7 separate regions of the Mus musculus genome follow, and regions 2, 3, 4, 5, 6 and 7 are each linked to region 1. The links are chromatin contacts, called in public Hi-C, HiChIP or PLAC-seq and capture Hi-C maps. All regions are on one chromosome and are shown on one strand. Each heading gives the region's core, a stretch centred on a gene start, on an enhancer-like site or on the middle of the called end of the contact. The rest is flanking DNA. Distances are from core to core; before and after follow the strand shown. Region 1 holds the start of Foxf2 (forkhead box F2). Region 2 overlaps Dusp22 (dual specificity phosphatase 22). Region 3 overlaps Exoc2 (exocyst complex component 2). Region 4 holds the start of Dusp22 (dual specificity phosphatase 22). Region 5 holds the start of Gmds (GDP-mannose 4, 6-dehydratase). Region 6 holds the start of Irf4 (interferon regulatory factor 4). Region 7 has its middle 150 kb from the start of Gm40876.

Region 1 (2,700 bases), core at 168-2,667:
CCCAGTCCTCTCAGGGCTGGCGCAGTGCTGTGCCTACCATTTGCTACTCTGATGGGCATCTCCTTCCCTCTGGGCCAGGCCACCAGCCCTGGTGTGGTCAGGCCTCCTTCAGCTTGCAACTCGCTTTGCAGCCCCTGTCCGGGGTCAGACTACATTTCCCCGCACGTGTAATCCAATAACTAACTGTCGGGTCTCATTGGAATGATTTCTCCCGAGGGCCATCTCTCTCTGAGCCGACTCTTACTTAGAGGAATAAGCCACAACTGGAGGAGTGTTCTCGAATGGAGGGAGCTGGGCCACGGAACATAGGGAGTGGGGGGGGGGTGCACCGGAAGACAGACGCTGTAAACCCACTGGCAGCTGTGCAGACCTTCCTTGTTGATAATAAATACAACTATCTCCTTACTCAGGGTCTCTCTTGCTCTCTCTCAGCATGAAGTGGAAATGACAAGTCAGTGGAAAATGGAAGCAAATAAAAAACCGAATCCATTCGACTCAAAAGAGTGTCTAAGAGGTGGCCCCAGGTTTCTCCACCCAAACCCCTTGCTCAGCTGACAATCTGTTCATAACTGCCCCGGGCACAGCTCAAGGGCGTCCAGTGTTTGCCCTCTGCTGTGACCTCTCAGAAGCCTGCATGTCCAGCCAGAGAGAGAGAGAGAGAGAGAGAGAGAGAGAGAGAGAGAGAGAGAGAGACCCGGAGTTGGCACGTTACCTTGGGACGTCTGGCACCCTGGCGTGTGGCTGAGGGCAGCACTGCCTAAATGAAGTTGACAGATGGTGTCAGTTCGGGCACTGGGGACCGTGGCTAAGGAAGCTCTTCCAGGGCACAGTCTCCCCAAGACTCAGCCCCCACAGGGTCCGGCGGGGGTGGAGGAGGGGCAGGGTGTGTCCGGGCACGGATCGCTAGGTTGGGGGCACTTCTGGGATAGGATACGGGCTGCTGGAAGGAACAGAGAATGAATTGCTGAAGTTAGGAGTAATCGAGTCTGGCCAAGGTTGGGAGTTCTCCCTGCTGAATGCGGGTGTATCTGCGGCTTTGAAGAGGACAGACTGGGAAAGGGAAAGAGCCCCGAGAGGAATTAGTAGTGCCAGCAGGACCCCGGAGAGTCCGGGAGGCGATAAGAGCAGGAGCCCGCCGCCAGGTCCAGAGGGGGAGGAGTGACGCGAGCCCTGTGCGCCCTCCCCGTGGCGGGCGGCGCGGAGCAAGGAGGGGGCAGGGCGGGGTGGGGTGGAGGGAGGGAGCGAGGGAGGGAGGGAGCGAAGCTGCCGCGGGGAGGGCGCGCCAGGGAGGAAGTCCAAGAGACAGAGAGAAGAGCACTCCTGAAAGAAGACGACGGGCTAGTCCCCGGGGTCCGGGCTGAGGTCTTGGCTCGAGGGCGCAGCTGTCCAGCTCTGGGCAGCGTCGCCTCAGTGGCTTAGGAGACGGTTGCGCAAGGAGCCGGCCGGAGGCTCGGAAGAGGGATGCGCGGGGCGTTGCCTCCGACCCGCCGCCGCCGCCGCCGCCCGAAGCCCCAGAGGAGCTGAGGGAGGCGACGCCGAAGCGCTGGCCCGCAGTGGCCCGGGCTGCAGCGCGGCCGGCGCAGTAGGGCACTCGCCCGATTTGTGGACCGACCCGGCTCCGGCGCCGCCGATCCCGGTCCGGGGTCCGCCCCCCAGGCCCGGCCTCGTTCCCGATTCCCAGATGAGCACCGAGGGCGGGCCTCCGCCACCCCCGCCGCGCCCGCCGCCTGCCCCACTCCGCCGCGCGTGCAGCCCGGCGCCCGGCGCGCTCCAGGCCGCCTTGATGAGCCCGCCACCCGCCGCCACCCTGGAGTCCACTTCGTCGTCGTCATCATCATCCTCTGCCTCCTGTGCCTCGTCCTCTTCTAACTCCGTCAGCGCCTCGGCCGGTGCTTGCAAGAGTGCGGCTAGCAGCGGCGGCGCGGGCGCCGGGAGTGGAGGCACCAAGAAGGCAACCTCGGGGCTGCGGCGGCCGGAGAAGCCTCCTTACTCGTACATCGCGCTCATCGTCATGGCCATCCAGAGCTCGCCCAGCAAGCGCCTGACGCTCAGTGAGATCTACCAGTTCCTACAGGCGCGCTTCCCCTTTTTCCGTGGCGCCTACCAGGGCTGGAAGAACTCCGTGCGCCACAACCTCTCGCTCAACGAGTGCTTCATCAAGCTGCCCAAGGGCCTCGGGAGACCTGGTAAGGGCCACTACTGGACCATCGACCCGGCCAGCGAATTCATGTTTGAGGAGGGTTCGTTCCGCCGCCGGCCGCGCGGCTTCAGGCGGAAGTGCCAGGCTCTCAAACCCATGTACCATCGCGTGGTGAGCGGCTTGGGCTTCGGGGCCTCGCTGCTGCCCCAGGGCTTCGACTTCCAAGCGCCCCCGTCGGCGCCTCTGGGTTGCCACGGTCAAGGCGGTTATGGTGGCCTCGACATGATGCCCGCGGGCTATGATACAGGGGCGGGTGCTCCGGGCCACGCGCATCCACACCACCTCCACCACCACCACGTCCCCCACATGTCGCCCAACCCGGGCTCCACCTATATGGCCAGCTGCCCGGTGCCCGCAGGTCCTGCGGGCGTCGGTGCGGCAGCGGGTGGCGGCGGTGGCGGCGGGGACTATGGGCCGGACAGCAGCAGCAGCCCTGTGCCCTCATCCCCGGCTATGGCAAGCGCCATTGAGTGTCACTCGCCCTACACTAGCCCTGCGGC
Region 2 (2,700 bases), core at 183-2,682, 940 kb before region 1:
CATTGCTAGGTAGTGACACAGGTGGATCCGTGCCTGTCCACACCTGCAAGGGAAGTGATGCAATCTTATTTAGGGTTGAATGTGGAGCAAGTGCATAGCTGGCACCTTTAGTGCAGACAAACAAGCTGTGCTCAGAACGCTTCTGGAGTGTGCCTCCCTTCCTGTGGCCCAGCCCCCCTGGGATGTTCTGGAAACGAGTGTGCGGAGGGAGGGTGACATCCGCCCCTGGACGTACATTGACATATCACTTGTCCCCTTTCAGCTGTTACCACAACCACAGCAGATTTCAATTTCCACCTTGGATCACAGAGTGGGTGAATTGTTGGCCACCTCTTGACCTTTTTGATGGGAAAGAAAACAGTGCAGGGTGAAAGTTAAAGCACACAGTAGGAGGCTCACAGTGCAGTGCTGGGCTCAGTGTTCCCACTATCATAAAACCCCTCTCTTTTCTTTCTCTTCCTCTTTCCCTTCCTCGATCTCCCCTCCCCTTACTAAGGATTTAATTCAGGGATTTCTGCAAACTAAGCAAGAACTCGCTCACTAAATTCAATCTCCAACGCCTTTTCGGACTCTGTTTTGAGGCAGGGTCCATGCTGCTCTTGAACTCATTCTGGCCCAGTCAGGCCTGGAACTTGCAGTCCTGCCTCAGCCTTACGAGGAGCTGGGATTACAGAACTACACCACCAGGTCTAGCTTGGAATTTTTTTTTTTCCCCAAACTTTCTTGTAGTTAAAATGAGATGAGCCACTAAGCCCTCGGTTCTTCTGACCATGGCCAGTTGGGGGGATGAAGGGGGCTGTAGGTGAGAACCAGCTGTCTCCTTATCACTTCTGGGGTGAGCAGCTTGCATGGACAGAACCAAGCCCAGGCCTTGAGACTCCACTCCTAGGAACTTGCTAGTATGATGTGACAAATACATCCTAATTTACTTAAGTTCAAGTTTCTGTTCTCAGGAACCAGCGCCATGATCCCAAGGAAAGGCAGTTCCTTACTAAGGCTGCTGAACTTCAACTGCATGTGGTATTCTACCCTCAAGAGAAAATGGTTCATGGCTAACCTAGTATGAGTAGCATATCCTAAACATCTCTTGTTTTGTTTTCTTGTTCCCTTTAAACTGATGTTTCTTGTCTCTTCTGATGAAAAACTATTCTTCATGCTTCCATAATGAGCAATGATATCACAAGTGAGTGGCTCTTACTGGCCATTCTGAGATCCTGATGACCCTCTGTCTCCTTGGTGGCCACAGTGCTTTCTGCTCTGGGGCTTCCATCTGTGTCCAGTGCTAGAGCATACAGCTGTTGAAATAAAAATAGCCCATCAAAGTGTTCACAGTGAAGGGGGAGGGTTGTGGTAAAGCACTCCCCATCAAAGGGGGGCCCTAGGACGCTGGTGTCTACGCTGAGAGAGGAAAGCACCCTTCCAGCTGCACCTGCCATGTTGTAAACCTCAGGCAGTACCATGGCAACCACTGCAGCATTCACAGTTGACCACATTGCAGAAGGATGCTTCTCCTTGTGTGGAGGAGATATGGCAGAATAGCACCCTTGCCTTGCTTCTCCCTAACTGCCCAGCTCCAGAACCCTTGCTATTCTGAAAGCTCCTCACATTCTCATGGAATTCAAACACTCTTGCTAAATTTGGCTTCTGCTTTCTGGGAGCCTGAACCCTACCTTCAAGGACTTAGCTAGCCCTTAAGATCAATACTCAGTTGAGTCAATATTTCCCTCCTTTCCAAACATACCCTAAGTGTGACCTAGAGAAGATCTCTCGTCAATTAAAAAAAAAAATGAAGTCTCCCAATTAAAAAAAAAAAGAATTGTTGTGAGATATATGTGTGTGTGTGTGGATATGTATATGTGTATATACATGTATATGCATACATATACATAAATATATGCATATTCCTTAATATATACATTGTAACCTGTTCAGTCTATATAATGTTACTTGTATCTATAAGATTTGGGTCTGACCACATAGCATTGGATAACCAATTAGAGGGCTTTTCCCTGGAGAAACTATTTGTTCCGTTCTCAGCATTCCTGCAGTTCTTTGTCTGGAGTTGATGCCCCCTGAGGTTTCTCTTTTCCTTGTTATCGTTTCTGCTGGAGTCATCCATGTTCGTATCTCCTCTAGACAGCCTTTGCAATGGATGGTGGCCATTACAGAGGACCAAGGCCCATAAACATGTAGAAGTTAAGTACTCAACCCTAACTGATATATCTACAACACAAGTGCACCTGAGGCTCGGGGACCATAGCAGAGGGGGAGTCGGGGGACTGCAAGAGCCAGAGGAAATGGAAGGTTCTGTGAGATGTTGTTTCATAAAAATGTCAGAGACATTCTAGATCCATGAAGTCTCATCATAATGGCTACCTAAGTTGTTCATTCTTATGAGCACATTCACCAAGACCATTAGCAATAGGCAGTGAAAGTTGAGGCTAAAGCCTCCTGAGATGAAGGCATGCGTGTGCCTGCATGAAACCATGACTCTAGAGCCAGCTCCATATGCCATAGCCAGCTTTGGGATATATGGGTTTGAGTTTTGAAAGATGCATTTGCTTCTTGAAGCATCCTTTTCTTCACTTAAACACATTTGTGACTGATTTTCAAGGAGCAAGAGCTGAGAGAATGGGAAAACAGTGATCACTGTAAGAGTTTGGGGTCAAGCAACCCAAGCTTGCATGCTGGGCGAAGGCA
Region 3 (2,700 bases), core at 93-2,592, 790 kb before region 1:
ATTTTATTTTAATAGGATAACCTAGAGGTGGAACTGCTGCGTTGGAGGGTTTTCAGTCTTGGTAGATTCTGCCAAGCTGTCATTCAAAAGGCCACAGGAAACAGAGGTCTTGCTTCTCCATGCATTTTAACCATGGGTTGCCTGGTGCTACAACATGTCCCAACTCAACAGTTCATTGAAAACTTTTAAACAGCAATTTGACAAAACTTTTCATTGAAAAAAAAATCAAGTAGCATTTTAAGCAAAATGTAAAGGTGGACGAAGCCAAGCCTTTCACTCCTCTGCCTGTCTGGAGTCTCAAAAGGAGTTACAGAAAGCATGCCGTACCATGTGAAGCCATACCAAGAATGCAGACCTTCCTTCCCGTGAACCACTTCCTGGCACAACAGACATTGCTTCTCTATGGACAAACTCAAAGTTCTCTGCTAGTGTTGTTTTGAAACCCGGCACTCCCCGGTAGGTAATACTTCAAGAAATTGGAAAGTCTGGAGACAACCTACTTCGTACACCACATTTCCTGTTTTTAACCCCTGTGCCCTAAATCAGTTAGCACTCCTAGTCTACTGACAAAAATAGATCGAAAAATACTATAAATATCCCACAATGTACTTTTTAAAATTGTCAAACTGAAACATTACATGAAAGAAGCCTGGGCTGTTTTTTTTTTTTTTTTTTCTTTTTAAGTAAACTATCTATTCAACTATACTCTAAAGACACATACTGCCTGTTTTTTTTTTTTTTTTTTAAAGATAGTCAGAAACTTTATCAGTATTGGCATAACAGACAAAGAAGCCTAAATATCACATAATACAATTAGCTTTTGTTGTAATGGAGAAAGCAAATTTCTGTTGGAAGTACAGGTCTCCCTGTTTTGGTGTACATTCCCATACTGACTTGTATCCTCAGGGGCAAGGTGGCCCTACTGTGAGTGTGTGAATAATAACTTCTGCCTCTATAGTGCTGTTTTCTATACCAGGACTTTTCCTGTATCAAAATGTGGTCCTACTGATCACTATGGTGGATTTCATAGGAAAACTCTACTCTTTAGAAAACAAAGTATTACCAGCAATGAAAATACTAATGAGTTCATGGTTTACTTTTATATACATATAAATAAAATTCAGTGGAACTTAGTATCAATAAACTGCCTTATTATTAAAAGCTGTTTAGAAAAACAGCTTTCAAGACTTAGAAATAGGCAAGGGGGACGCAAGTCCCCAGCCTCTCCTCAGCAGTTTACGTGATGTGTTACAGGAACCATGGATCACATCAACAGCGCATGTCACAGAACAGTCTGCAGCATTAGCGCACGAGTCAGCCAGTTCCTCATAACCCTGACATCCTGAACTTCAGCCTTCAAAGGAGACAGAATTAACACGAACTGACACATTAAAACTACTCTGTCTCAACTAACTACACACACACACAACATTAACACACCAACACACACACACACTCACACACACCCCTCTCTCATCCCCTCATCAAGCCTTTCATTAGAAAGCAGTCTTAACTGGAAAAGTGAAAGTAACAACAAAAAAGATTCACTCTCTCCATGCAAATGAGAGTTTTTATTCACACTGTAAACTACCACTCTGAACATAATATTGCATAAATAGGAACTGTTCAATTTTCAAAATCTCAAGGAGGCCAGTTTAAAGAAAATATTATTTCAGTAAGATTGTAAGATTGAAACCTGACGCTTGGGCTGGAAGCACTGCTGGGTAGCAGGCTACTGAGCTGTGGACTCTGGAAAACACGTCAGCTGTGAGGAGCATGCCCATGTGAGGAGCATGCCCATGTGAGGAGCATGCCCATGTGAGGAGCATGCCCATGTGAGGAGCCCGCCCATGTGAGGAGCCCGCCCATGTGAGGAGCCCGCCCATGTGAGGAGCCCACCCATGTGAGGAGCCCACCCATGTGAGGAGCCCGCCCATGTGAGGAGCCCGCCCATGGCCTGGCACCCGTGTGCAGAAGGTGCAGAGCTGCTCTCGGGCTTATGAGAGCAGTGAGCTGTAGTGAGGTGCCCCAGCACTGGAACCAACTGTGGGGCAGAGAAAGAACTGGGTGTGAGCCTCATCCTCAACATCCAGCTCCATAGACTAATCTTTCATATGAAGGAGTGGCCCACTGTTGTAACTTTAGTCATTAAATCAAAGGATCAATCTAGATATTAAAAAGTTTGGTCATGTGAAAACTAGAAGTCAACAGTTGTGAATTAGTCAAGCCCCATTTCCACAGTAAGAATCCAGGTACAAGTGTCTGTCTCTAGAGTCCTATGTTTTTGCACAAGCCACTAATCTGCTGAGAGTATTAAAGACACAAAGTGCTGCTTCTGCACTGGTGGATCCAATGGCAGAAGACAGAGGTTACGTAGAAAGGGCAGGGTGGTGGATCTGAGTGAGCCTCTGGCTCCCCAGGGGCTGTCTACCTGCCTGAGCCTTTATTTGTAGAGCTTCGATAACAGCTTTCGGAGATGGTTCTGAGGACAAGACACACAATCCAAGGGGAGCAAGAGGATAGAGGAGGGCTCAGCTCCTCATTTCATACACGGGATTCTGTTTCTGACTCTTTACGATGCAATCTTCCTTCACACATGTGGATTCAAGTGGCTATTTCACTCCAGCCCCTGAGCTGCTCTTTGTCCTCACAAGAAGCTTGCTTTCCCGGTGCTCTGCTAGATATATCCTCTCTGCTAGA
Region 4 (2,700 bases), core at 138-2,637, 970 kb before region 1:
AAGTGTATGAAAAAAATATGACACAGTAATGTCATAGGTACCTGGAGTATATCTTATAAACTGGATGCTTTAGTTGAGAGAAGAATCTATGGGGAGATGACCTTTGTACTAAGACCTCAAAAAAGCTATGCAAAGAATTGGGCGTTGAGATGTCAGTAACACAGGACCCTGTGTAAGATCAAGCCTAGGATGTCTAAGAAAAAACAGAGCAGCCCCTGGGGCTGATTCCAGGAAGGGGGAGGGTGATCTAAGGCCAGCAGAATTGGGCTTGAAACATGGCATTATCTTCATTCAACAAGTACTGGCATCTACTGGGTGTAGGGCGTTGTCAAGAATACAAAATGGAAATGAGAAACCTTTAGTTCAGTGGTTCTCAATCTTCCTAATGCTGTGACTCTTTAATATGGCTACTCATAACTTGGTGACCCCCAACCATAAAATTATTTTCATAACTGTAATTATTTTCATAACTGTAATTTTGCTACTGTTTTAAATAGTAATGTTAAGTATCTGTGTTTTCTGAGGGTCTTGGGTTACCCAAGTGAAAGGGATGTTCAAACCCCCAGGTCTTAGTGCCTATAAAGGAAATTAAAATTTTACCAAGGATAAGCCAGGCACGGTGGTGCACACCTTTAATCCCAGGTGCACACCTTTAATCCCAGCACTCGGGAGGCAGAGGCAGGTGGATTTCTGAGTTCGAGGCCAGCCTGGTCTACAAAGTGAGTTCCAGGACAGCCAGGGCCAGGGCTACACAGATGTCTCGGGGAAAAAAAAATTACCAAGGATGATAGATGGCCCACATGCTAGAATGCATGCACACGCTAGACAAAACCGCAGTGCAGGTACGTGGGGGCTTTCTGGGGGTAGTCATTGCAACACACTGCCCTGAAAAAGACCATTTAGAGACAGTTGGGTTCCTCTCCTCGACCAGGGTCACGTCTCTGCAGAGGTGAGTCACCTAGCCCACCTTTCCCAGAGCATGCTCCTTCTCGGTCTGAGTTGGGTGGGGCAGGGCCCACAGGAATCCCCCGCCTTGTTGGCTCAGAAAACCCAGACAGGGGAGCCCCTCTAACAGGGGAGTCAAGGCCTGAGACACTGCCCGTAACTGGCACCAGGGAGCCCCAGGGGAAACCGCCTTTAGGGACTTGGGGACCCCCCTACCGCTGCGCCTGCCTCCGTCCACCCCACCCCCCACCCGGCGCGCGTGCGCAAACTGCAGGGTTGTAGGCTGGGGCTCATGCGCGAGCACGAGCGCGTGCGCGCTGGGCGTCCGGCCGCGGGGGCGAGGGCCGCTGTCCCCGACGTCCGCACGGCCGGACAGTAATGCCGCGTCCCGGGTGGAGCGCGCAGCGAGCGCCGCCCTGGCGCCGCCTCCCGCTGCCCCGCCCGCCTGCCCGCCCGGCTGCGCGCCCGGTCTCCTCCCGCGAGCGCGGAGCGGCGAGCCCGGCGCGGCCATGGGGAGTGGGATGAGCCAGGTAACGTCCGGTCCCGGCCGCACCCTCTTTTCTGCAGCCTCCGCAGCCCTGACCCGCACAGCGTGCCCCTTTGAGAGCGGGGGACCCATGCTGGAGCTGGTCTGTCTCCCTCCCCTGAGACCGGGCCCCTTGACGTCTGCCACCCACAGCATTGGTGAACCGGGCCAGATGGGCGGCTTCTGTAATTTCCTCTTTTCCCCAGATTTGTGTGCGCGTGCACAGATAAGCCACTCTGGTGGGGGAAGTTCACGGAAACCCTAGAACTGACATGGCTTTCGGTGTCTGGAGCTGGTTGACCCTGGGTTGTGGGGCTTCCTTAGGGCAACCTGTTGGCTGGCTGTTGTGGCCGCAAGGCCTTCTAGAAACTCTTTCTTTGCCCCTGTGGTGGCCCAAACCTTCTGGGCCGGTTTTCTCACCCCTACCCCCTAGATTGAGGATGATCTGGCGGTGACAGTCCTCCGGGTTCTATTTGTGTCAGTCTCAAGGTTAAGGAACTTGCTGGTTCAAAGAGAAATCTTACTAAGGCTCTGGATGCCCAGGACTAAGACAAGTACTTCTACAAGTATTTTAAATGGTCCTGGGTTTGGTTAGCTTCTGGTGTTACCCCCCATCTTGTCTCCACTTACTTTATCCATCATGTTTATAGGTTCTAACGGTGTGGCTCGCTTTCTCCCCTTCTTTCTTCACCCTTTCACATTTGTCTCTGCTTTGTGGCGAGGGGCTCTGCAGTGGTTTAGTTACTTCCATGGGAATGATTATTGAGGCAGAGATCCAAGACCGAGGAGGGAACGAACATGTCTTTGATGGAAGCCTGCATGCTCCTTGCACAGTCTCCATGTTTTTGTGCGTTGTGACTTTTGTGTGTTGGTGACTAGGATTTTATTATTTTATTATTATTATTATATTATTATTATTATTATTATTATTTTCGCCAGTGATCAAATTTGAAACAAACTCCCTCTCATGAATATATGCTTGTATTATGTTCCCATTAGCACAGGGATCAGTCATCGCTCTGAGCTTTCTGCTTTTAAAATTAGACCGGTTGAAGATGTCCGCCTGGGGCTGACAGACTCTGCTTGCTTTCCCTTGACATTTCTAGTTGGCGCCACTGTTTACTGTCCCTTTCTGCATTTGGTTTCTAGTATTTTATATTCTAATTGAAAGAATGGGTTTAGGTATACAAGTGATTGATTGCCTAAGGGATATTCTTTTCATACTTCTC
Region 5 (2,700 bases), core at 67-2,566, 710 kb after region 1:
AATGCAGTTAACATCTGGGCTTAAGAACCAGTCTGAAAACTTGGGAAAAGAGAACCATCTGAAAGATCTCTAGCATTAGAAAAGAGAGGTGACATGGGGGGGGGTGCACAGTTCTATGGTAGAGCACCCCTGAGGAGTCCCTGACTTGACGTTTTTATCCTCAACCCTGGACCCTTTTCCTACCTCTTCTATCTTACTAGTTGGTAAACGTTTATTTATCGAAAGTACCTTAAACAAGATGCAATGATAACTGAAAGAATGATCAGTAGCTAGTAACTGAAATAGTCTAATGTCTGGGAACTGTGTATCTGCTCTTTGGTAAAACGAGAGAACTTTAAGACCACTTCCAACCCCAACAATACACTTCCTACCTGTTGGGCTTCAGGTAATTCAAACTCATTTTCCTCAATCTTAAACTGGAAATAAGGACTTTGTTGTATGGAAGCTAACTAGTCAGTATTAACCAAGTAACTCCGATATGGTAAGTATGCTGGTGTGGGCCATATTAGCTTTATTATCATCTTTACCATCTTCGCTTTAGCATTGACCACCATCAGATGTCCTGGGATACACAGAAAACAGATGCCCTACAGCAAGTAACAAGGACATTACTTCAACACCCCTGAATCTCACTCTACACAACTTGACAAGGCAGTGGTTAGCCTTATCTGTTGCCATACCTCTATGAGATGACTGTCATAAATTAGTCATGCCTAGCATAGGCCATGGGGTCCCAACATTCAAGACAGCACAGCCTAATTACCTCACCCAAGGAGTTCATGCCTTTGGAATTAGAAAAGTCGGTCTCACTTTGGGACTCCACATACTGACATATTCCTCGCCCCTTTCCTTCCCTGCACCAGGATCTACAAAGTACGAAATTCCTTCCAAGAGCTCACTTGGGCTCCAGGAAAGAAACTACAGTCACCCAGGGGACAGGTGGAGCAGAGTGGTCCGGTTGCTTAGCACCACCAGCTCACACCCCCAGAAGGATCAGAGAGCCATGCTGCTGGGGCTGAAGCTGTCCCATCCCGCAGCCGCTCACACCTTCCGGGACTCGTGGAGCGCAGTTCCCGGTGGCACAGCGGCCCTGCGCGGGGAGGCGGCCCACGTGCCCCCGGGCTACAGGCCGCTCGTCCCCGCCCCGCACTCACCTGTCCGGTGATGCCAGTGATGAGAGCCACCTTCCTGAGCTTGCCCATCTCGCCATCCCCGGAGCCCGGGTAGCTCGGGCACTTAGCGGGAGCTTGAGCCATGTCGCCTCAGGCGGGTGAGCGTGCGGCCGAGAGGAAGGCGGAGTGGAACGAGCCGCGGGCCGGCAGGGACCAGGGTGCGCGCGCCAGTCGTTTCACGGAGCTGCAGCGGCCGCCACGGTCTGACAGGGCGCGCGGGAGGCCGGGCGTGGAGCGAGGGGCGGGCCAGCTTAGTCGGGGCGGGCGGCGCGAGCCGGGCTGAGGCCTGGCTGGCGCCGCGTCACTCGCCCAAGCAGCGACGCGTCAGCAGCGCCCCCGACAGCTCCGCCCCTGCCGGGGTCTCCGCGCTGAGCCACGCCTCTCTGGGGGCGGGGCCTGAGGGCGCCGGGCCCCTGGAAGAGGAAGGATGTAAGTCTGCGGTCAGAGTAGAGGATATGGCCTGCATGGGCCTCGGTCTCCGGGAATCCTCATATCGCCCCATGATGCCAGGAGGAATGACGAGCTGACCTTCTCGGTAGGAAAGAGCTCTGAAATCCAAATCTAGGTATCCAAGGCTGGAGTCATCGACCTTATTAAATTTCTAGAAATCTGCTTCATTGTCTTTGTGAGCAGGTCAGTTTTAACATTTCTCGAAGGCACTAGAGTTTCAAGGCTACTCTAACCTGTGAATCTTCTGTGAACATTAGCAGTTTGCTAATGTTTGGACTAGTTTGGGGGTTCCCGGTAATTCCGTTCAAGGAACAGTATTTACTTCGAGGGCTGGAAGTTTCTGGCCCCGCCCCCATCCTGCATAAGGAAACAATTGACAAAAATCCACAGGTCAGTAAAACCTGTACAAATTTCATGAGGTGGGGTTGTTGCAGTGTCTTTTGAACTTGTTTCTATTTAGTGCATGCACACTGACAGATTCACTGACTGAGAAAGGCTGACAAAGGACTCAGACATAGGGACAAGGGTGTAGGGAAGAAACACACACACATACACACGTACACACATACTGTCCAGCTTATCTCTCCAATAAACATCCTCAAACCGTCTTTCCCTTTGCAAACTGAGCTACTAGGACAGGGCCCAATAGAACCTGCTAGATATGATACAAACCTGTAGTTCCAAAACCAGAGTGCCCAAACTCCTCGGAAACATTCCAAACTTTATACATAGGCTTGTCTGGTTTAATATTTTTACCTTTCCTCTAGCGCATTCTATATGGAAAATGAGACCTAGAAGTTGGGGAAATATATTCCTTAAGGCAAGAAATGTCTAAAATCTAGATGATCTTTAACTATTGATTTAGTTTTATGTAAATATGTTGTAATGTAAGGATAAATAGAAAAAAATGAATACTTAGGAGAGATATGTCCCATTTGTTCTGTAGGTCTGACACCTTCTATCATACTAATGAATACTAGGAATTTATCTGTCTAGTAAAAAATTTAACAGAAAAAAATCATAAAAATCAAATATGTATTGGATGTGCTGAGCTATGGCTTGGTGGTAAAGCACTTGC
Region 6 (2,700 bases), core at 50-2,549, 880 kb before region 1:
CCCCAAAGGAAGAAGAGGGGAAAATGGGTGTGACCAAAATTTTCTTTGAACGAAACTCTGTTGTTTACTACCAGGGCTCTGACAATGGAAAACTAATTGGGGTGAAAGAACGACATGGCATCCTGTTAATTTCTGAGAAAGCCTGTTGATGTTAGGAAAAAAAAACATGCCGGTGGGCATCTCTGCACCAGTTTTCCTGTGGCCAAAATCAGATGTTTCTCCTAAAGTCCAGAACCCAGGATGGAAGATTAAAAGAAAAACTGAGAAACATGTGAAATGAAAAAGTTGTCAAATCTTTACAAACGCTCCAAGTTGACCTGTGGTGGTGGTAATCTAAAATGATACAGAAACTGGTAGTCTGCTTGCTTACCTGAAAACACCAAGATAACATATAAGCTCCAGGCATCCAAGCTGAGCTGGAGAAAGTCAGCGGCAAAAGCTCATGGAGTTTACATATGAAGGTCAAAGAAAACACGAAAATAAAGTAAAACCTTCAGTCAGCCTAGCTGTTCTATTTGGGGCATTGGTACCTCACCGGCAACTGCCTCCCACGAGGCTGAGGTTAAAATTATCATTTTAAGGTGAATTGACATCCGGAAGCGCGCTAACTACCTGAGTACTCAGGGATCCCCCATCTCTTTTATGTTGCCATGATTGAAACTTTGGGGACTGTGCTTGTCTGAGTCATCTCAATTCGTCGGTTTCATTCACCCAACATGTATAAGCGTTTCAAACACAGTATTTGGGCCACGGCTTATAAACTTGCCTTTCTATTTTTCTTTTTAGTGAGCGTGATATTCTCTAAACGCTCAGAGAGACAAGACTCCGCTTTGCCCAAGGATGCTCCCGACCTCTCTCAGTCTATCTCTTCTGTCACATGCTGTGAGAACCAAGTTCCCTGTGCTCCAGACTCTCCATCACTTCCCAACCTGGCCATGAGCAGTTAGTAGTTATCAGCTATGCTCAGTGCAGATTCCAGTATCCCCTTTGCATGCCTCCACCTTCACAGGAACGGGCCATACCGACTTGTCCCATCCGGTTGAGGATTTCTGAGTACATCAGAGTCCCCAGCCCCCTCCACAGGAGGAGCTGAAGAAAGCCAGGGTTTGTCTGAAGTGGGACAGCCCTTGACCCGGTGGGCTCTAGTCCGAAGCTCCTGTTCCTGCGGGACACCCAGGCACAAGGCAGAGGTGGGGGGCGGTCCTGGGTATGGGCAAGCCACGCCCTCTCAAGGCGGGGCCGAAGCGCCCGCCCTGCACTCCGCCTCCGGCTCTATAAAGTTCCTCTTTCTCACCTCACTTTCCTAGTTTCACCACTTGAACTTGGGACCCTTTGCTGCCCTCAGCTAAGAGTGCGGGTGAGGTAAGGCCTGTAGTCGGGCAGAAGGAGGAGTGTGAGGCTGGTGGCAGAGGAAGCCTGGCTTCCATCTCTGAGCCTGAGGGAGAATGCTGAGATAGCGGACCCAGGCTCCGCTCATCTACGCTGCCCTAGGACCTGTGCACTTCGGGTTTTGTATGAAGCTGTTTGGGTGGGAGTTCCAGAACATCCCCCACGGGCTGGGCGGGACGAGCTAATGGGACTGTGGTGTCATCAAAGGATCGCACTGGCCACAGCTTGTCCTCAGAGGGACAGCCTCTGACTCTCTCTGCTCCAGTGGAAAGCTCCTTTCCAGCCCTGGTTCCTAAAGGACCCAAACTCATCTAGGGCTCCAGAGCGTGATTCCTAGGCCGGGCAGCCAAGAAGAGCTGAGAGCTCCAAACTTAGGGTGCTCAGAGCCCCTTTCCCCGCATGCCCCTTCTTCACTTCTCTGGCAAGAGTGCTAGTGTTGCTGTCCGCAGCACCCCTTATTCCCAGCCTCGGCTTCATTCCTGCCAGGGTTCACGCTGACATTCTGCAGGTTGGAATCTCCTGTTTCTTGGCTGCGCTGCTTGCCCCATAACCAGACTTCCACTTGTTGCTTCCAGGACCCACGTGATGGTCTCTGGTTGGGTAGGCCTGGGGTTATTCCGAGGACAAAGTAAGGGTGTCATAGAAGAAAGTCAAGAGAGTAAGCTAGGTACCGCAAACCTGCATGGCAGGGACACAGGACCTGGACAAGGGCTAGTCCATGTGCCAGGTCCTTTTCGCCTGGGGCAGCCAGGGCAACCTAAACCCAGGAAGGGGCAAGTGTAGAAACAGTGAGGGAAAAGTGGGATGAAAGCTACTTGGATCCAGCACAGAGGGACGAGTGAGCAAAGTGAGCGCCCCAGCGTGGCGCAAGACTTGGGATCTGCAGAGAAGCTGTGTAGCTAGGAGCTTTCAACGGAGCGTGTTAATGTAAATGTAAATGAAGAAATTACCTAATTTTTTTAATAAAAGAAAGAACAGACAGGCAAAAAAAAAAGGAGGAGGAGGAGGAGGAGGAGGAGGATGGTGCGCGCCAAGGGATGCTCTCTATACCTTCGTCAAAGTACCTTCTCTTGGGGGACTTCGGAGACTCTGGCACTGCACCCGAGCACCTTGGCAGCCTCAGAGACTCGGGGCCTCGTGGGCACTGCAAGAGTTTGGGACGGGGCTTCCTCCCGCCTCCAAAGTGATGCGAAGGTAGTTGCAGGGAATGTGTGTCTCTCCTCAGCGCACAAGCCCAGGAGGAGGTCCGCACGCGTCATGAACTTGGAGACGGGCAGCCGGGGCTCAGAGTTCGGCATGAGCGCAGTGAGC
Region 7 (2,700 bases), core at 169-2,668, 990 kb after region 1:
CCTCTTTCTCGAACAGCTGCCTTGTCTACTCTCATCTGATTTCAGATCACCATTGTCCAGGCATGTGACATGTCAGAGCCTGCGTTCTGTTCCCAACACTCTCTGCCTTTCCCCTGATATCACTTGAAGTACTGGATGTCTGTGAGAAGGTGGAGAATGGAGTGAGAATGTTGCTCCCTAATAGGCTCAGGTGTCTGGATACTGGGTTGTGCTGGTGGTGCTATTTCAGTCCGTGTAGGCCTTGCTGAAGGGCCACCTTCGCTGGAGGTGGGCTTTGAGGTTTAAAAGCCTCTTGCTAGTCTCAGTTTGCTCTTTCCTGCTTGCAGCCCATGACACGAGCTCTCTCGGTTTGCTGTCCCAGCCACTGTGTCTGCTGTTTGTGTCCCAGCCGTCATGGACTCTAACTTTCTAGAACTGTAAGCCCAGGTGAAGCATTTGTAAGTTTCCTTGGTCATGGTGTTTTGCCACAGCGGAAAGAAACAAACAAACAAGCAAACAAACCTAATATGAGTTGTGGGAGCCATTGTTTCAGAATCTACCTCCTCTCCTTCCTCACTGATACAGTGATAGTTTCAACTTGTCCATATGGGTAAGCACCTGAAGTGTATGCGTATATGCAGGTATATGCAGTGTGTGTACATATGTGCATCTCTGCATGTGTATCCACTTCCTAACACACGGCTGTTATTCCGGTATGACAAAGTCACACTAACTGCATCACAAAATAACAACAACAACAACAACAACAACAATAATAATAATAATAATAATAATAATTAGGGCAGCAAACATGGTTGCCGATCAGGTAGCTGTCTGCTATGACGACACCTGAGGGACACAGTGTGGGCAAGAGAAAGTTCCTCACCAGCTCCACCATCTGTATAGATAAGCACTTTCTATAAGTCTGCTCTTCTCATGTGAGTTCATATCATCAGAGCTCTCAGGAGAAGGGAAACAATGCACCGGATGCTCTAACAGAGCACTGGGAAAGAATACTTGCTAAAACAAGAGCCAGGTGCCATAGAGAGCCAGAAAGTCCTTACTAAGCACCTACATCTTCTGTTTCCCAGAACACAGGGCCTCCTCTTGTATGCTCCTCAGGCTTACCACCCCTCTCCGTGGTCCTTTGGAGGTAGTGGCAACTGTGACAGCTCTCTTTCCGGGGCTGACTTAAACCCTGCAAGGGATTCAATATGAATCTGAGGCAGAAGCCTAGTTTAGTTCTGTTTCAATGTTGGTGAGACCTGACATTAGGCACAGTCCTCTGGAAGCCTTGTCTGCAGAGGGGACAATGCAGGCTTTCTCTTCTCATTCCAGGTGGTGCAACATCTGCACTTCTGGCACATCAGGGTAAGCAATGTGATGCACCGCCTTGATCTGAGGAAAGACAGAGAGAGCAAAGCCCCACTCCAGTCTGCGCTTCTCTCTCTTGGGAAGTAAATCTCAGGGGCTGGGCTAGCCAGGGTTTTCTGGCTGCAAGGGGTTGGCACCTATGCCCCTACCAGGTCTTCAGCCCAACACTCACTGGCCCTGAAGTCAGCAGGAACTGCACGGTTGCTTTTCATGTTGAGATCAAGGTCAGAGCTTGGGCAACGTGAGAAAAACAGTTGCAAGTACTCGGGGCATGTAATCTGTGCATGATTTATGCCTTGAGTACCCAAGTGCGTGGCTTATACTTCGAGTAGATAAAGAAGCCAAGCCCTCCACATTCCTTGGGGCTTACTAGACTTTGTTTTTACACAGTGGAGATGGTTGGTGACTTACAGGGCTGCTTAGGGCTCTCCTGAGTCACTAGTGTGACACACAGGAGGAAGAAAGATCTATTTTGGTGATGCCCATGTGCTTAGGTCCCCAAATAAACCCTGCTTCTGAGAAAACACCCTATATATTTCCCTCTTCCCTCTCCAAATATGATTTTGAGACAAACTTCTAGACATTATGATCCTTTGTTTATAAGACCCCATTTCAGTGATCAGCCCAAAGCTTGCATTTTCCAGGCTTCATGTTGAAATTCTCACCTCCCTTGTTTGAAAAAGCCGAGTCTTATTTTTTAGCTGCCCTGGTAATTCCAGGCAAGGTTTGTAAGTGGGCTGTCCCCTCCTTCAAGAATCTCTGAGCTCAAGACAGTGTGTGGGTGGCAGATGGATCAGCTGACAGGAAGTGTGCGTGTGAAGGCGGCCACCCAAGACTTTGGGTCACCGCGGACTCCTGACTGATGGAGCTCAGATCTCAGAGCTGGGAGGGCACCTGCTTGCTCTGCCAAACCAAACCGGCCCCTGCATGGGGCAGATGGCAAAGGAAGTGGGGCTTTGCACACAGGGGTTCCGTGTTTCACTTGAACAGTCTCAAATAACCAGTTTACAATGATGGGATGTTCTTAGGCACTGGGGGTAGTGGGAGGGCTGAGGTTCCGCTCCAGATCTACTGAACATTAATATGCATCGCGGCAGAGTTCTAGAAGCCAGCCAGCTGCATGTCTGGCCGGCCCTTGCTCTGGTGGTCCTCTGCCGACAGGACTATGAATTGCTATTTGTTATCTTTAGGCCTGAGAAGCCATCTGGTTTTGATTCAGGTGGCCTCAGGCTTGCCTCAGGGGTGAAAAGGGTGCACATTCAAATTGAATTTCTCACAATTTCCAAGTGAGAAGAATCCTACTCTTCCCACATGGTGGGCAGCCCCTGGCCTCTGCAGCCTGGCATA

The links. A called contact is a pair of places that touch in the nucleus more often than the background predicts. HiChIP or PLAC-seq counts read pairs in DNA pulled down with a chosen protein or histone mark. Capture Hi-C pulls out chosen DNA fragments and counts their contacts.
Region 2: an H3K27ac HiChIP or PLAC-seq map of large pre-B cells shows a contact between it and region 1, with 3 times the contacts expected there. The contact joins the enhancer-like site here to the promoter of Foxf2 in region 1. A contact is called at or near these places in 2 of 39 promoter capture datasets (hippocampal neurons and liver), 1 of 484 Hi-C or Micro-C datasets (cerebral cortex) and 4 of 115 datasets of contacts at active chromatin or transcription factors (craniofacial prominence, embryonic hindbrain, embryonic stem cells and 1 more).
Region 3: a contact with region 1 is called in an H3K4me3 HiChIP or PLAC-seq map of bone marrow-derived macrophages, with 3 times the contacts expected there. The contact joins the enhancer-like site here to the promoter of Foxf2 in region 1. A contact is called at or near these places in 1 of 39 promoter capture datasets (the C10 cell line), 5 of 115 datasets of contacts at active chromatin or transcription factors (bone marrow-derived macrophages, craniofacial prominence, embryonic midbrain and 2 more) and 3 of 9 other capture datasets (adipose tissue, embryonic stem cells and liver).
Region 4: a capture Hi-C map of embryonic stem cells shows a contact between it and region 1, with 6 times the contacts expected there. The contact joins the promoter of Dusp22 here to the promoter of Foxf2 in region 1. A contact is called at or near these places in 4 of 39 promoter capture datasets (embryonic stem cells, hippocampal neurons and liver), 3 of 484 Hi-C or Micro-C datasets (cerebral cortex and embryonic stem cells), 10 of 115 datasets of contacts at active chromatin or transcription factors (the NIH/3T3 cell line, astrocytes, craniofacial prominence and 6 more) and 1 of 9 other capture datasets (embryonic stem cells).
Region 5: an HNF4G HiChIP or PLAC-seq map of pancreatic cancer cells shows a contact between it and region 1. The contact joins the promoter of Gmds here to the promoter of Foxf2 in region 1. A contact is called at or near these places in 2 of 39 promoter capture datasets (hippocampal neurons and pre-B cells), 1 of 115 datasets of contacts at active chromatin or transcription factors (pancreatic cancer cells) and 1 of 9 other capture datasets (pancreatic islet).
Region 6: a contact with region 1 is called in a capture Hi-C map of embryonic stem cells, with 18 times the contacts expected there. The contact joins the promoter of Irf4 here to the promoter of Foxf2 in region 1. A contact is called at or near these places in 13 of 39 promoter capture datasets (the C10 cell line, cranial neural crest, embryonic stem cells and 7 more), 13 of 484 Hi-C or Micro-C datasets (B cells, LSK cells, embryonic stem cells and 1 more), 12 of 115 datasets of contacts at active chromatin or transcription factors (T-cell acute lymphoblastic leukemia, craniofacial prominence, embryonic forebrain and 4 more) and 1 of 9 other capture datasets (embryonic stem cells).
Region 7: a Hi-C map of pro-B cells shows a contact between it and region 1, with 2.9 times the contacts expected there. The contact joins the enhancer-like site here to the promoter of Foxf2 in region 1. A contact is called at or near these places in 1 of 484 Hi-C or Micro-C datasets (pro-B cells) and 1 of 115 datasets of contacts at active chromatin or transcription factors (large pre-B cells).

Annotation. Positions count from the first base shown.
Region 1 is chr13:31,624,399-31,627,098 of GRCm38.p6, forward strand. It overlaps Foxf2 (forkhead box F2), which reads left to right and starts at 1,418. Exons shown (of 2, transcript NM_010225.2): 1 at 1,418-2,700. The coding sequence starts at 1,682.
Region 2 is chr13:30,684,764-30,687,463 of GRCm38.p6, forward strand. The region is part of intron 3 of Dusp22 (dual specificity phosphatase 22); the gene reads left to right. Among named protein-coding and RNA genes, the nearest start is that of Dusp22, 26 kb to the left of the region's middle. Within about 2 kb of position 1,433, at least 40 of the 459 cell types and tissues checked have an H3K27ac peak or open chromatin away from gene starts, as enhancers often do.
Region 3 is chr13:30,833,214-30,835,913 of GRCm38.p6, forward strand. The region is part of intron 23 of Exoc2 (exocyst complex component 2); the gene reads right to left. Among named protein-coding and RNA genes, the nearest start is that of Irf4, 85 kb to the left of the region's middle. Within about 2 kb of position 1,343, at least 87 of the 459 cell types and tissues checked have an H3K27ac peak or open chromatin away from gene starts, as enhancers often do. A contact at or near this core is called in adipose tissue and bone marrow-derived macrophages, where this site is marked.
Region 4 is chr13:30,658,672-30,661,371 of GRCm38.p6, forward strand. It overlaps Dusp22 (dual specificity phosphatase 22), which reads left to right and starts at 1,388. Exons shown (of 7, transcript NM_001037955.4): 1 at 1,388-1,475. The coding sequence starts at 1,455. Gm35158 (a long non-coding RNA gene) reads right to left here and starts at 1,372. Exons shown (of 3, transcript XR_382157.3): 1 at 780-1,372.
Region 5 is chr13:32,337,228-32,339,927 of GRCm38.p6, forward strand. It overlaps Gmds (GDP-mannose 4, 6-dehydratase), which reads right to left and starts at 1,317. Exons shown (of 11, transcript NM_146041.2): 1 at 1,155-1,317. The coding sequence starts at 1,256.
Region 6 is chr13:30,747,934-30,750,633 of GRCm38.p6, forward strand. It overlaps Irf4 (interferon regulatory factor 4), which reads left to right and starts at 1,300. Exons shown (of 9, transcript NM_013674.2): 1 at 1,300-1,362; 2 at 2,615-2,700. The coding sequence starts at 2,647.
Region 7 is chr13:32,609,478-32,612,177 of GRCm38.p6, forward strand. No RefSeq gene overlaps it. Among named protein-coding and RNA genes, the nearest start is that of Gm40876, 150 kb to the left of the region's middle. Within about 2 kb of position 1,419, at least 99 of the 459 cell types and tissues checked have an H3K27ac peak or open chromatin away from gene starts, as enhancers often do. A contact at or near this core is called in pro-B cells, where this site is marked.